2 separate regions of the Ovis aries genome follow, and region 1 is linked to region 2. A link is a contact called in public Hi-C data. All regions are on one chromosome and are shown on one strand. The core of a region is the stretch at or near the end of the contact, and the rest is flanking DNA. Distances in the headings are between cores, read along the strand shown.

Region 1 (5,695 bases), core at 1,569-4,068, 180 kb after region 2:
ACGATTTATGATGTGGAGAAAACTTGCTCCAAGTTTTCCATAATCAGTCTCCACCTTCTCAGACCTCCCTGGCTTGCTTTTATAGTTATCTGTCCCCTTCCCAGAGTCTCAGTAGATTCACACAGGAATGACAACCCAAGTCTCTCCCCCAGAGCCAGCCCCAGGCAAATTTGTCAAGGAGCTGAAGTTGGTGGCGCTTCCTTTCTCCAGCCCCACGTCTGGTGTGTTCCCACCCCTCTCAAAATCTGCTCTCACGTGCTTTAATCACACTAAGCTACGCTAACGCTTCTGAGCATCTACTCTACACCAGGCATCCTGTTAAAGGTTTTCACCCATAGTATTTTATTTTAGCCTCACGATAACCTTGAAAAGGTTTATTTGCCTTATTTTACTGAGGAGGATGCTGAAGCCCAGAGGGGTTAAGAAAACTGCTTGTGGTCACACAGCTAGCTGGAGCTCATATCCACATACAGCTCAGGTTGATTCAAGAGCCGTGCTTGTTCGCAGTTGGTGGGGCCAGGACTCTGGACTCTCAGGACCCTTTCCCAAGCTTTTAAAATTCAATTTTACAGATAGTTTATCTGTTTCCAACTAAAATCCCAATTGTTCTTAAATTGGAAAGAGTCTAACGCTTCCTTCTCAAATAGTAGGAATTTCCTAAAGAAGAAGGACATGCTTAATTATAGCTAATAGACCCATCAGTTGAAAAGAACTTGACAATGGATTTGGGCAGCATTGACTTGTCTCCAATTGTCACACCTTCCCTGAAGCCATAGAATGGGGAAACAAGAAGATTCATGGGCTTGTCTTGCTTAATTAACATCATTTCCCCCCTGGAATCTAAGGGTCATCCCAGAAGGTTATCAATATCCCATTTCTCTCTGTAACTAATACAGATTTGAAAACACTAATTCTCAAGAAATTCTTCCTTACCCCTTAATCAACTGTAATTCTGCTCCTCACTAGCTATAGGCCCTCAGGCAATTTACCTTGGGTCTCTGCTACAGATTTCTCCTCTGGAAAAGGAGGATTGGATTAAAACTCATACCCTTCTCCTAAAGTTGTGGAAAGAATTAAATGAGATAATGCCAGGGAAGTTTTGGATAGATGGGTGGTTCACTGCCTCATTCCACTCCCCCCCTTTCCTTTGTATCTTGATATGTTCTCAGTGTAACAGTCACTGTGTCCTCCTGAAGGTTTTCTTAACCATTTTTTTTTTCCTCCAGCATAACTAAATTCCTATCCCTTAATTCTCTTCCAAGAGACCTTCTTTCCCAATCATGTACTTATTGCAACCTCTCCATTCCACATCACGTTAAATACAAGACCTAAGGGTTTGGATAAAGCCAGACACAAATCTCTTTTCCAGCTCCCTTTTCACTTTAGCCCCTCTTTCTCTCCCCCAAAACCCTCCCTACCAAGCAACGACAACCAAAAAACCCAGAGTGGCAGAGAAAGGAGGCCCTCAAAGTTATCAATTAAATGATCTTCCTTTGGTGGCCAAAGAAAGAATGTTTGGCAAGAGGGTAGCTTTAAAGGAAAAAAAAAAGAAAAAGATGCTTTTCCTAACCAACTTCCTAGCCATCCTGCGTCAGCAGCAGCTGTAGGAATCCCTTCTCTGCACAAGGGCAAGGTGCTGTGGGGCTGTTTAACACCTGGCCCCAGCTCCGCTGAAAGCCTGGCCAGTATCAAACACCGTGGGTCACAGAAATATTTATGGTGGTTATGATACAGTGAGCCGGGGGGACGAAATATTTCCCACCCAGTAATATTTAATGGAAATGCTTTTGCTGACTTGATGATAAGGAATCTCTTCCTGGTGGTCAAAACCAAGGAATTAGGAACCTAAGATTTTACAGCTGGAAGAGAGATGGAACTCCCACTTCCCGCGCTTAAGGAATATGAATTGTGTTCAGAAATCTTCCCACACTCCCTGGTTAGTACATCCACTGATTTAGAAAGTCCCAGGGGCTCTGGAAGTTTCTGATGATGGATCATCTTTTTTTTTTTCTTCTTCTTCTTTCTCCCTTTCCTTCAGGGCTCCAGACAGTTGGTGCTTAAGTGTCTACAATTTAACGTTTCACATATCTTCCTTGGGCTCTCATATGTCTACCTATCCCGCCTAGGACATCTCCCTAAATAATCTCTGAGTGGAGAGGAACGATCCTCTCCTAGGAGATTTATCTGAGAAGGGAGGTGCGCGGGGCCGTTCGAATTCCGAGGCTCGGATTTCGTTGCGGGCAGGTCAGATGGTGCGGTCGGCGGGCTCCAAGGATGCGCGCAGCTGTCCCCGCAAGAGGCGCGGCGCACAGGTGCTCGGCCTCCCGCCCCTGAAGTCGCAGGGAAGCTGCCGCACCGACACGTGAGTCGCAGGCAGTTAAACCTCGGGTGTTTCGACCCTGGTGGACAGAAAAAAAAAAAAAAAAGTCAACGACACCCGGGGCGACTGTCGCGATTAAAGCCCCGGCCCCTCTGTCGCCAGCCCTCCGTCCAAACCGACGGAGAGCCTCGGATTGGCACCTCGCGGCCCGAGCCTCCCTCCGCGGGCTGCGTCTGCGCCATCTCCCCGCGCGGTCTGCACCGGCTCGGCGGCGGGGGCCGGCGGGTTCCGCCGGCCGTGGGGCTCGCGGTGGGCGCGGGGGCGGGCGCCCCTGACCCCGCCGGGCCGACGGTGCCCGCAGCCCTGCGAGCCGCGGCGGGTGCGTCCCTCCCGTGCGCCCCGCGCGCTCCCGGGGCGCCGGCCGAGCGCCACGCGGTCTTAGCGTAAGTCGAGCTCGGAGCGTGCTCCTCGCGGCCGCCGGCCGCCCCGCCCGGTTCCCGCCGCCGGCCTCGCCCCGCGGTTCCTCCGCCCGGGCGCTTCATGCGGCTGCCTGGCCCGGCCTTGTCCGCCGATCGCGCTGCGGCGCAACTCGGGGGGCACCCAGCAGGCGCCGGCTCCTCCGCTGGTCCCGCGCTTTCCGCGCGGTTCCGCCGCCTCCCACCCGCGAGACTCTCCAATTTGATAGGATCTTTGATCAACCGCAGCGTTTCCCCCAGGTGTTAGCTGCCTCCGTTTGTAACTTTTCTGCATTCCCGTGATTCCTTCTTTTCTTTCCTCTTTAAGGTTGTGGATAGTACAAAGTTTGGACCTGGCATGTTAAAAAAACAAAAACATGTTACTTACAGTTTTACAGGGGGGTGCTGAGTGGGTTTTTAATTTACTGACAAAAATCATTCCACCGCTCTTCATTTTCCTCTCTGAATCTCAACTATACTTCATCTATAAAGTAAAATGTAAACCATTTTTATCTCACCTGCCTTCCAGTAGAGGGTTGGTGAGATGACCTCGTGAAGGATCTTGCAGGGATCGCTAATGATTTTGTGATCTGTAGATTTGAAACGTAGGATTAGAAATATATCATTTTCTTTTAAGCGGTGAGTAAAGAAGCAGGGCGTCTTTCTCTCTCCCTCTCACCAGCTGGGGCAACTAGGGCTCTCCACACTCAGTGTCAGGAACACAGAATCAGGGTGTCAGACCTGAGATGACGGGTCTGTCCGGCAAGGACTACAGGTTAGTCCTGTAAGATCCTTTGTGCCATGGGTTTTCTCTGCTCAAACTGATAATAGAATAGTTAATTGCGTATTTTGAGTTGTTCTTCCTTTCACGTTTTCAGTCCTGGAGGGAGGGAGACTGAGAAAGAGAGAGAGGGGGGAGAGAAAGGCAACTAGTTCTCATCTTTAAAATACAAAAAAAAAAAAAAAAAAAAAAAAAAATCAATCCCTTTGATCAAAGTGGAAAACCAAAGGCCCAAATCCCTTCCATTACCCTCCACTGTGATTAAAATTGAAGTGTTCTTAAAAAAAAAAAAAAAGTCATTTCAGATTGCAAGGAAGAGAATCTCTCTCTTTCTCTAGGCCTCCCCCACCTTCTTTGCCTCTTTCTTTCTCTTTTAAGGGAGACATAGGAGCAGTTTAGGGATGTTTTTCTGATTGGAGAGTTTTTAAGAGGCTACCTCTCAAAGGCAGCTGAGACGACTGAACGCTGACTTTAGGTGAGCCAATATGAGGCATGTACTGCAGAGCCCTCCGAAAGAATCTAGACTATTTTTTACAGGATAAATCACCTGTGTGTGTGCGTGACTGGATTATTTCGTGTATGTTGTTCCGACCCACCCTTTCCCTAGGACGCCAGGGCGACCTTCTGTGAGAGGGGGAGGAAAAGAAGGAAGATGTGTGAGCTCCCCCTGGTGCTCGTCTGTATTCAGGCGAATTGAAAAGAATTGTCAGGAGCACCCGTCTACACAAGCGGAAGGAAAAGTCAATGATCTGGGTTATTTCAAGTGGCCCCGCTTCCCCGCTCACCTGCGGAACATTTCAGATCAAGGTCTCCAGGCTTGGATTCTCTCGGATCCTTTATGTCACACTGTCCGTGTAGACCTGCCTTTGTTAGATAATGTCATTTCTGTCAAGAGTTGGAAGAGGAATCCATGCCATGTCAGAGAACAGGTTGACAAAGCACAACTTGAAGTGGGAATTTGGCAGCTGCCCTGTGGATGGGATTGCTCTTGGAATCAAATTGGATTACTTTTTTGTCCAGGCTTGTTCTCTTTCTGGATGAATAATTTTCACACGCTAATTTTTGTGTGTGTGTGCAAGAAGATATCACAAAGATATCATGGGGCTCTGGTGCAAACCATCTTGATCAATAAGTCCTTCAATTCTAGACCACGTCTCCGATCCCAGTAATGTCCTGTATGTTTAAGTACTTTTTAAGCACCTGCAGTCAGGGACCTCTGAGGGCCCTGGTTCCAGTAAAGGCGGTGGAGGCAATCCCGTGCAGTCTACTGGATAAATTCATCACAGCGGCCTTCAACAATTTGTCAACGTGTATTTAGTTAGTCCTGCATTTGGTCCACACTATGGGGAGTGTAGGGCTTCCCTGGTGGCTCAGATGGTAAAGAATTCTCCTGCCATGCGGGAGACCTGGGTTGGGAAGATCCCCTGGAGAAGGGAATGACTGCCTACTTTGGTATTCTTGCCTGGAGAATTCCACGGACACAGGAGCCTGGCGGGCTGTGTAGTCCATGGGGTCCCAAAGAATCAAACATAACTGAGCGACTAACACTTCTACTTATGGGGAATATAAAAGATGTGGAAATATAATCCCTACTGAGAACTGGTTAGATTAGCTATGGGACAAAGTTCAGTGTTCATGAAAATAGATTATTAAGATTCATTGACCTCATAAGTCAAGGCCGAGCTTTGGGTGCATTTAGTTTTCTGTGTGTGATTCTGGCTGCGTGAGGGTCTTGTCAAGCTGAAAATGGACCCAAAGACCCCAGCTCTCCTGAGTCTCTCCTTTACTCTGAGCTTAATCACAGAGCCCTGAAGCCCACCCAGAAGACTGCGGCAAGCTTTCACTGATCTATCAATTCTTTATGATTTTAAATGCATTCTCCTCTACACACCAGGCTCACTGCCCTTTACTTCTTTGCTGGGCTCTTCCTCTAGTCTGGCTGCTTTCCTCCTCCCCTCCTCCAAGCCATCCAGTGCCTACGTTTTTAAAAAGTATGTATTTATTTGTTTGGCTGTGCTGGTCTCAGTTGCAGGACGTAATATCGTTAAATGCTGTATGTGAACACTTAGTTTTGGCTTGTGGGATCTAGTTTCCCAGGCAGGGATTGAACTGGGGCCCTCTGAGTTGGGAGCACGGAGT
Region 2 (6,175 bases), core at 3,502-6,001:
ATTGAGTCCAAATCTTAATTAAAAGCAGCATGGGGTCCCTGACCAGCGGGTCAGGACATCTGCATTTGTGTCCTATTACAGCCCATAACCAACTGTATGATTTGAGCAAAAGATATTTAACCCTCCCAAACCTTGGCTCTTTATTTTAAAAAAATCATAGACCATCTCTAAACTCTCCTGATAAGTCTAAATTTCTATAAATCTTCTACTTAAAAAAAAATACTGTGTAATTTCTTTGGGATTCCTTAAGGATCAAAGTGCGAAATCTGTATAGCTGAAAGATGAACTTTTAATTTAATCAAAAATCATTACCATCGAAGAGGCATTTGTCAGCTAAAAATTTAGGGGCAATATCAGTGTCAGCAAACGAAACAGGTTCTTTAAAAAGTCATGTACAAATAGTGCTGAACGTGTGAAGGGTTGTTTGCAAAACAAATCAATACAGGCACATCCAACAATGGATTGCAGTTAATAAACCACATATAGTAATTACCACCAATGGCAGTTTAGAAAGTCATTCATTAAATGTTAATTGTCACACAGAAGTACAAAAGCAGCCATTTGAACAATCAAGTGGCTGCACCTTTAAATAAAATACTTTCTTACAGCCCTGAAATTCATCCATATAAACTGACTCTAAACACACCTGGGTATTTGATATGCTGATTAACTGGGCCTTTATTTATTGCTGAAATGAAAGTAAATATGACAAGCTTTCCAATACTTTTGCTATTCCTTTGAGCCTGATATAAAATATATATATATAATGTATAAAACATATTAATCAATCTTCTCTAAAGATTAAATTGCTATTTCTCTTAGGTCTCTCATAAGCATTAAGAGACATATGGTTCAAAAGGACCCACCTAAATTCATGTGCCTACTTTATTGCTGAGTCTAAGTGGGCTCACAAATTTAGAAAATGGATAACCCACATGTAAGCTAATAAACTTGGTGGTCAATTTTGAAAACTTTATTCAAAGTAATAAGAAACCGGTAACCAAAAAAAAAAAAAAAAAAAAAACCCTATGATATGCTTTACTTTATTTTCCGTAATACTCAGCGCCATCCAATTGACTTGGAAGAACACCTGGTCATAAAAAATTAGGTCATAAAAGACAAAAAAAAAAAAAGAAAAGAGGGGATTTTTTTTTTTTTCCTGTTCCTACCTAGCTTCATTTGGATGCTCTGTCTGTGCAAAATCTGACTTACCCAACATACAGATATAGGTTCTCAAAGTCTGGCCAAGAACATTTTGGTTCCAGACTTGTAAACCAAAGAATGTTTCAAAACACGCCATGTTCCTTATTAGACAACTTCAGATCTGTTATCTTGGCTTATGGGAACAGACCTAAATGGCATCATAATACTAAAAGTTGAAAATCACAGGCCTGGGGCCACCAGGACTCAACTCTCTGCCTTGGACGAGGTTGCAAACTTCCAATATAAAATGCAGTTTACCATTAGTAGTAAATGTTTGATCTATAAAGCTTCCAAAATTACTTTGTTTATCATAGCAGATGAAAGCAAAAAGGAATAATTTTAAGCTCAAAACAAAACTGTTTATATGACAGTCTTGACTGCTCCATGATTCTAAGCATTTAAGACAGATTCGAGCAATTAACAGCATAAACTTTCATTACATAGTTCTATTATATATGTTTATGTGACTTAGCTGTTCATCTGTTATTTAAGTGATTTCCTCATTACAATAGTAGGGTAAAGATAATTTGCTGATGCTGTCAAAAATGTTAAGCATTTCAGGCTCAACAGATCTCGGATCCCTACACTTGTTCAATGCATTTTATTTACTTAAGTCAGTGTCAAATAGAGTACTGCTTCTTCCTTCTGAATTTAGAAAATGTAACATTTTAAGCACATGTCTGGTAATAGACATATCAAAACTTAACTTCAAAGCTGCTTATTTTAGGGATGCAGATAGAATTCAAGATTTTTGTTCTGGAAAATTAGGTTTCAAAGATCTAACAAGAAACTGTAAGACTGTTTTTACAGTTAAAGATAGGAAAGCATTTTTTTAAGATATTAACAGAGCAAGCTTGGTTACCTCAACTTGGGGTTTGACTAGGTTCATAAAAACTGAAAACAAAATATTTTTACTGGTACCCAAGCAGATTGCTAATTTACAGTAGAACCAAGCCACAACTTTGAAAATACCCACTATATTTTCCTGGTTAAAAATATTATAATAATAATACGAGAGAGATACTAAGTCACATTGAAATCCAACATAAACTACAAAGCTAGCTTATTTGGATAATAAAGCAGGAAAAATAATGGACATGGCTTATACCATTAGTGTAAACATGTTTTTTTAAAATGTTTATCTATTCTAATGATCAGGAATAGTATTGTACACCAAGCCTCATGTGTGTGCTTGTGTGTGTGTGTGTGTGTGTGTGTGTGTGTGTGTGTGTGTGTGTGTGTCTTTGAAAAGACACTAAACTAGGCAGACAGACCTATGTTTAGAACCTAACTCATTCCTGGCTGCCTTGAAAGAAAGTAGTTTATCATCTTTGAATCTTGGTTTCCTCATTTATGAATTGAACATGGTAATCCTGGCATCTCATTGGGTTCTTGTGAGGATAAAGAAAATACAAGAGTATAAAGTGCATAGCACACTGCTTGGCATAGTAAGAAGCACTTTAATTCCATCAGTATTATGCCCATCCACACCCTATTATTCAATCTAACATCCTGCAAATAATCACAGACCAGATCAGGCAAAACAGAATGATCAACGATCCAAAATTCAGCTCCAAACCTTAAAAAACAGTCAAAGGGCACATATACATTTAGAAGCATTTGTAGGCACAAAGATCAGTACACAAATCCTGAGACCCTGTTATGCAACACAAATTACAGAAAACACAGAGTCCTGAAACCAGTGTTACTCTAATAAAAGGATTTGCAGGGCCACAGAGAATCAGCAAATCAAAATTTGTTTTTTAGAACAGCAATGAACACATACTTGAGAACCTCTTAACATGGGCCTCAGTTTTCTTTGGCTGTACAATGAAGGCATTGGGCTGTGTATTTCTAAGGGGATCCTACCCCCAAAATGGTATGATTCTAATGAAATGGGTTTAACACCACATTCCTTATTTTTTAACCTGTTAATTTATTCTTCATTTTACAAAAAGCCACACAACCATTATGAACTGCACTGTAATAGTAAGGCTGTTTAAAACAGACACACACACACACACACAATTAAATAACTCTACTCCACAAATACCTTTGGGGGAGACCAATTTTTTTTCACACTGTAACCATGAACTCGAACTGTACGGATGGAAATTAATTCAGGATGCTGGCCATTTGACTCTTCTCTACAATACAAAATGACCCACTGGATCGATATTTTTTTCTTACTGAATTTTCTAAACTGATGTGTTATTTGGGTGTCACATGGATATTGGTGAACAAACTTGTGTGAATGTCAAGAGACATTTTTTCGCTTCCAGAAATGACCATGACAGGGATGTGGTGTTTTATTGCTGCTGTTAATTGTTAAAACACCCATTCATTTGGCACCTTTAACAAATACTGAACACCTAAGTAAAACTAAACAGTTACAGGGGGAAAAGGCTCAACTTTTAAACTGAGGGAGAAAGATGCAGAATCCGTCACAGACTAAGTGTAAATACTTGTAACAGATGTGACCAGGGCTATTGTTGAGTATGGATAATTTCAGAGCCCCAACTTTCAAACCACTTTTTAAAAGATGCCAAAGCTAGTGTGTTTATCTTTTGCTCATAAAGGAATCAAAGGTGACCAAATAAAACTGCATTTCTGTTGTATTAGAAAATTAAATCCCTATTCATCAATAAATTATAGATTCTAGAGACATTTTTTTTCCCTTTTGGATAACTTGGCCATCCTACTTTTTAATGAGAATAATTTTCCAGTCATCCAGGCATGTGGATGCTGTTAGCTTGTTTTAAGATCAATGATATAATGGATCTGAAATCCCTTTATAAAAGTCACCATATAAATTTCAACTATTTCTTACAAATAATTCCAGAGCCCACCAATTCTCCCTGTTAAGGTCATCCACACTCTGAACTATCATGGCTGAATTGTTTTAGTGCTCTCTGCTGAACACCTGCAAACATCAAACAAAAACGGCTGGTCCTTTCCTGGGTTGACAAAAGCCTTTCATGTGAAAAATGCTCCCTGGGAATGTCAGGCTGTAGCTCAGGTTACATTCCATTCTCCCTAGCAGCCTCACCATTTCTTAAGGTGGTAGGGAAAACCATGTTTGTGAAATGAAAGATTAAAGGCAACATGGCCACACTTTATTTTCATTCTCATACTGCAAATCACGATAGAGTGTCCTATATATGAATGGAACTCACAGCTACAGAGAACTTGAAGCCTGAAACATCACCATGCTTCACTTTGAAAGCAACAGAGCGGTTTACCCCAACATGAACAGTTCACTTACACTTCAGATCTCTTTTCCCCTGGACCCAGGTTTCAAAGCTGCCCATGAAAATGATATCTGAGCACCCTTGCTGGGGACAATGGATATTAACCGGATGTACATTTAGAAAATTATTTCTCAGTCCAAAGTTTTCTAGTTCATCCTTTCAGGAAAGGGGAAAAATGCAGTTTTCCTCATTTTTTTTTTTTTTACTTGTTGTGCTTTAAAAGAGGACTTAGCTTTGTTACTGAGTAGAAACAAAGCCACTTACTATGTCTTGGCCAGATGAGAAAAATCAACACTCCAATCTGTACTCTGTATATTACAGTCCCCATCATACTGCTTTGGATGAATACCCTGCATTTGCAATCTAGCTGCTAGAACAAAATAGCCACTACACTTTTTACCTTTATAAGTAAACATATGGGCCTGAAAACTACACCTTTGTCCGGTACAAAGTCACTTAAAGTTCAACAAACACCTTAAAAATAATCACAACATATTCACTGGATATATCACAACCTATCTCACTAACGATGAAGTCTCTGTCTTATGCAGATTTACTGTCTGTATAAGACAGGTTTATGTATTCAGATATACTGTCTTAAGAACTGCGTAAGTTTCAATATATGACCACTTACCAAAATTCATCAATACATATTCATACTCATCCAGCCTATACTCTGTAAACACTTAAACATCACAGCAAAGACTTCATTTAAATGCGAACACAGAAAAGGGACCAAGATGCCCAGTCGTATTTTCAATATAACATAATTTCATGCTTCTAAATCAATCTTACTTTATTAAGCCATACCAAAACTGATATACTTAATTATTCCAAATGTGTCAGCTTTTACAAAAAGTACAAAAGAGTGTTTTTGCACTGCCTCTGAAAGCAGTCTATCTCTGAGCCTTTCTGACATAATCTACTTTCAGATTTCAACTGAATACACATTTTCTTAAGGAAAATCTTGAAGAAAACTACTGTCAGAAATAAAGTTAGTTTTGATACTAACATGAAAAATTAATTTGCCTACAACAGACACTTGCATTCATCTTTCCTTCAAAACTGTAGAGAACACAATATAGAAATGTGGAAGAAACAGTATGAAAACAAAACAAAAAAAAAGCAAGTCCCAAATTGAAAATATAACAGGTTCCAGGACAGTCAGAACACAAACATATGGTCAAGAGTCCTTTTAATCAAAGCAGACTCCCCCCCAAAAAAGATAAAATGTAAGTATAGGAGGCGTCTCATATTTCATACATTGAGTTTTAGAGATAATTCCCTTAGACTTATGGGGCCAGCAAAAGGAGAAGTAACTTATTTGGAAATGAGCAACTTTTAAAAGCCATTAGTTTTAGAAAAAACATACCAATTATACAAATCACAAAGATGAATAGGTTTCTTTCATTGCTACAGCACCAAATGAATATTAAGAGATGTGAAATTATCTTCAATAGCTAACAGACAATTCCACTGATATCTCATAGCTAAACGATGTCAATATTTACCAGTCTGACTTAAGAACAGGACTCTGTCTAATGTCCTATTAGGTACCACTGCCAGAACTCCTAAGATACTATAGCTGTTTAACTGGCATAAATGGATTTAAGCCTTGAACCTAAAAGGACAGCAAGCAACAATGTATGCCTCCTTCTGATATGAAATTCACTGGACAAAAAATAACTTTTTAAATGAATAGCATATTTTCACTTTTAGTA

The links. Hi-C and Micro-C count contacts between places; a contact is called where the count stands out from the background.
Region 1: a contact with region 2 is called in a Hi-C map of hypothalamus, with 6 times the contacts expected there. The contact joins two enhancer-like sites. A contact is called at or near these places in 5 of 16 Hi-C or Micro-C datasets (hypothalamus, muscle, omental adipose tissue and 1 more).

What each region holds. Positions count from the first base shown.
Region 1 is chr23:55,494,918-55,500,612 of ARS-UI_Ramb_v3.0, forward strand. No RefSeq gene overlaps it. Among named protein-coding and RNA genes, the nearest start is that of TCF4, 170 kb to the left of the region's middle. Within about 2 kb of position 2,819, at least 12 of the 54 cell types and tissues checked have an H3K27ac peak or open chromatin away from gene starts, as enhancers often do. A contact at or near this core is called in hypothalamus, where this site is marked.
Region 2 is chr23:55,316,235-55,322,409 of ARS-UI_Ramb_v3.0, forward strand. The region is part of intron 2 of TCF4 (transcription factor 4); the gene reads right to left. Among named protein-coding and RNA genes, the nearest start is that of TCF4, 8.5 kb to the right of the region's middle. Within about 2 kb of position 4,752, at least 5 of the 54 cell types and tissues checked have an H3K27ac peak or open chromatin away from gene starts, as enhancers often do. A contact at or near this core is called in hypothalamus, where this site is marked.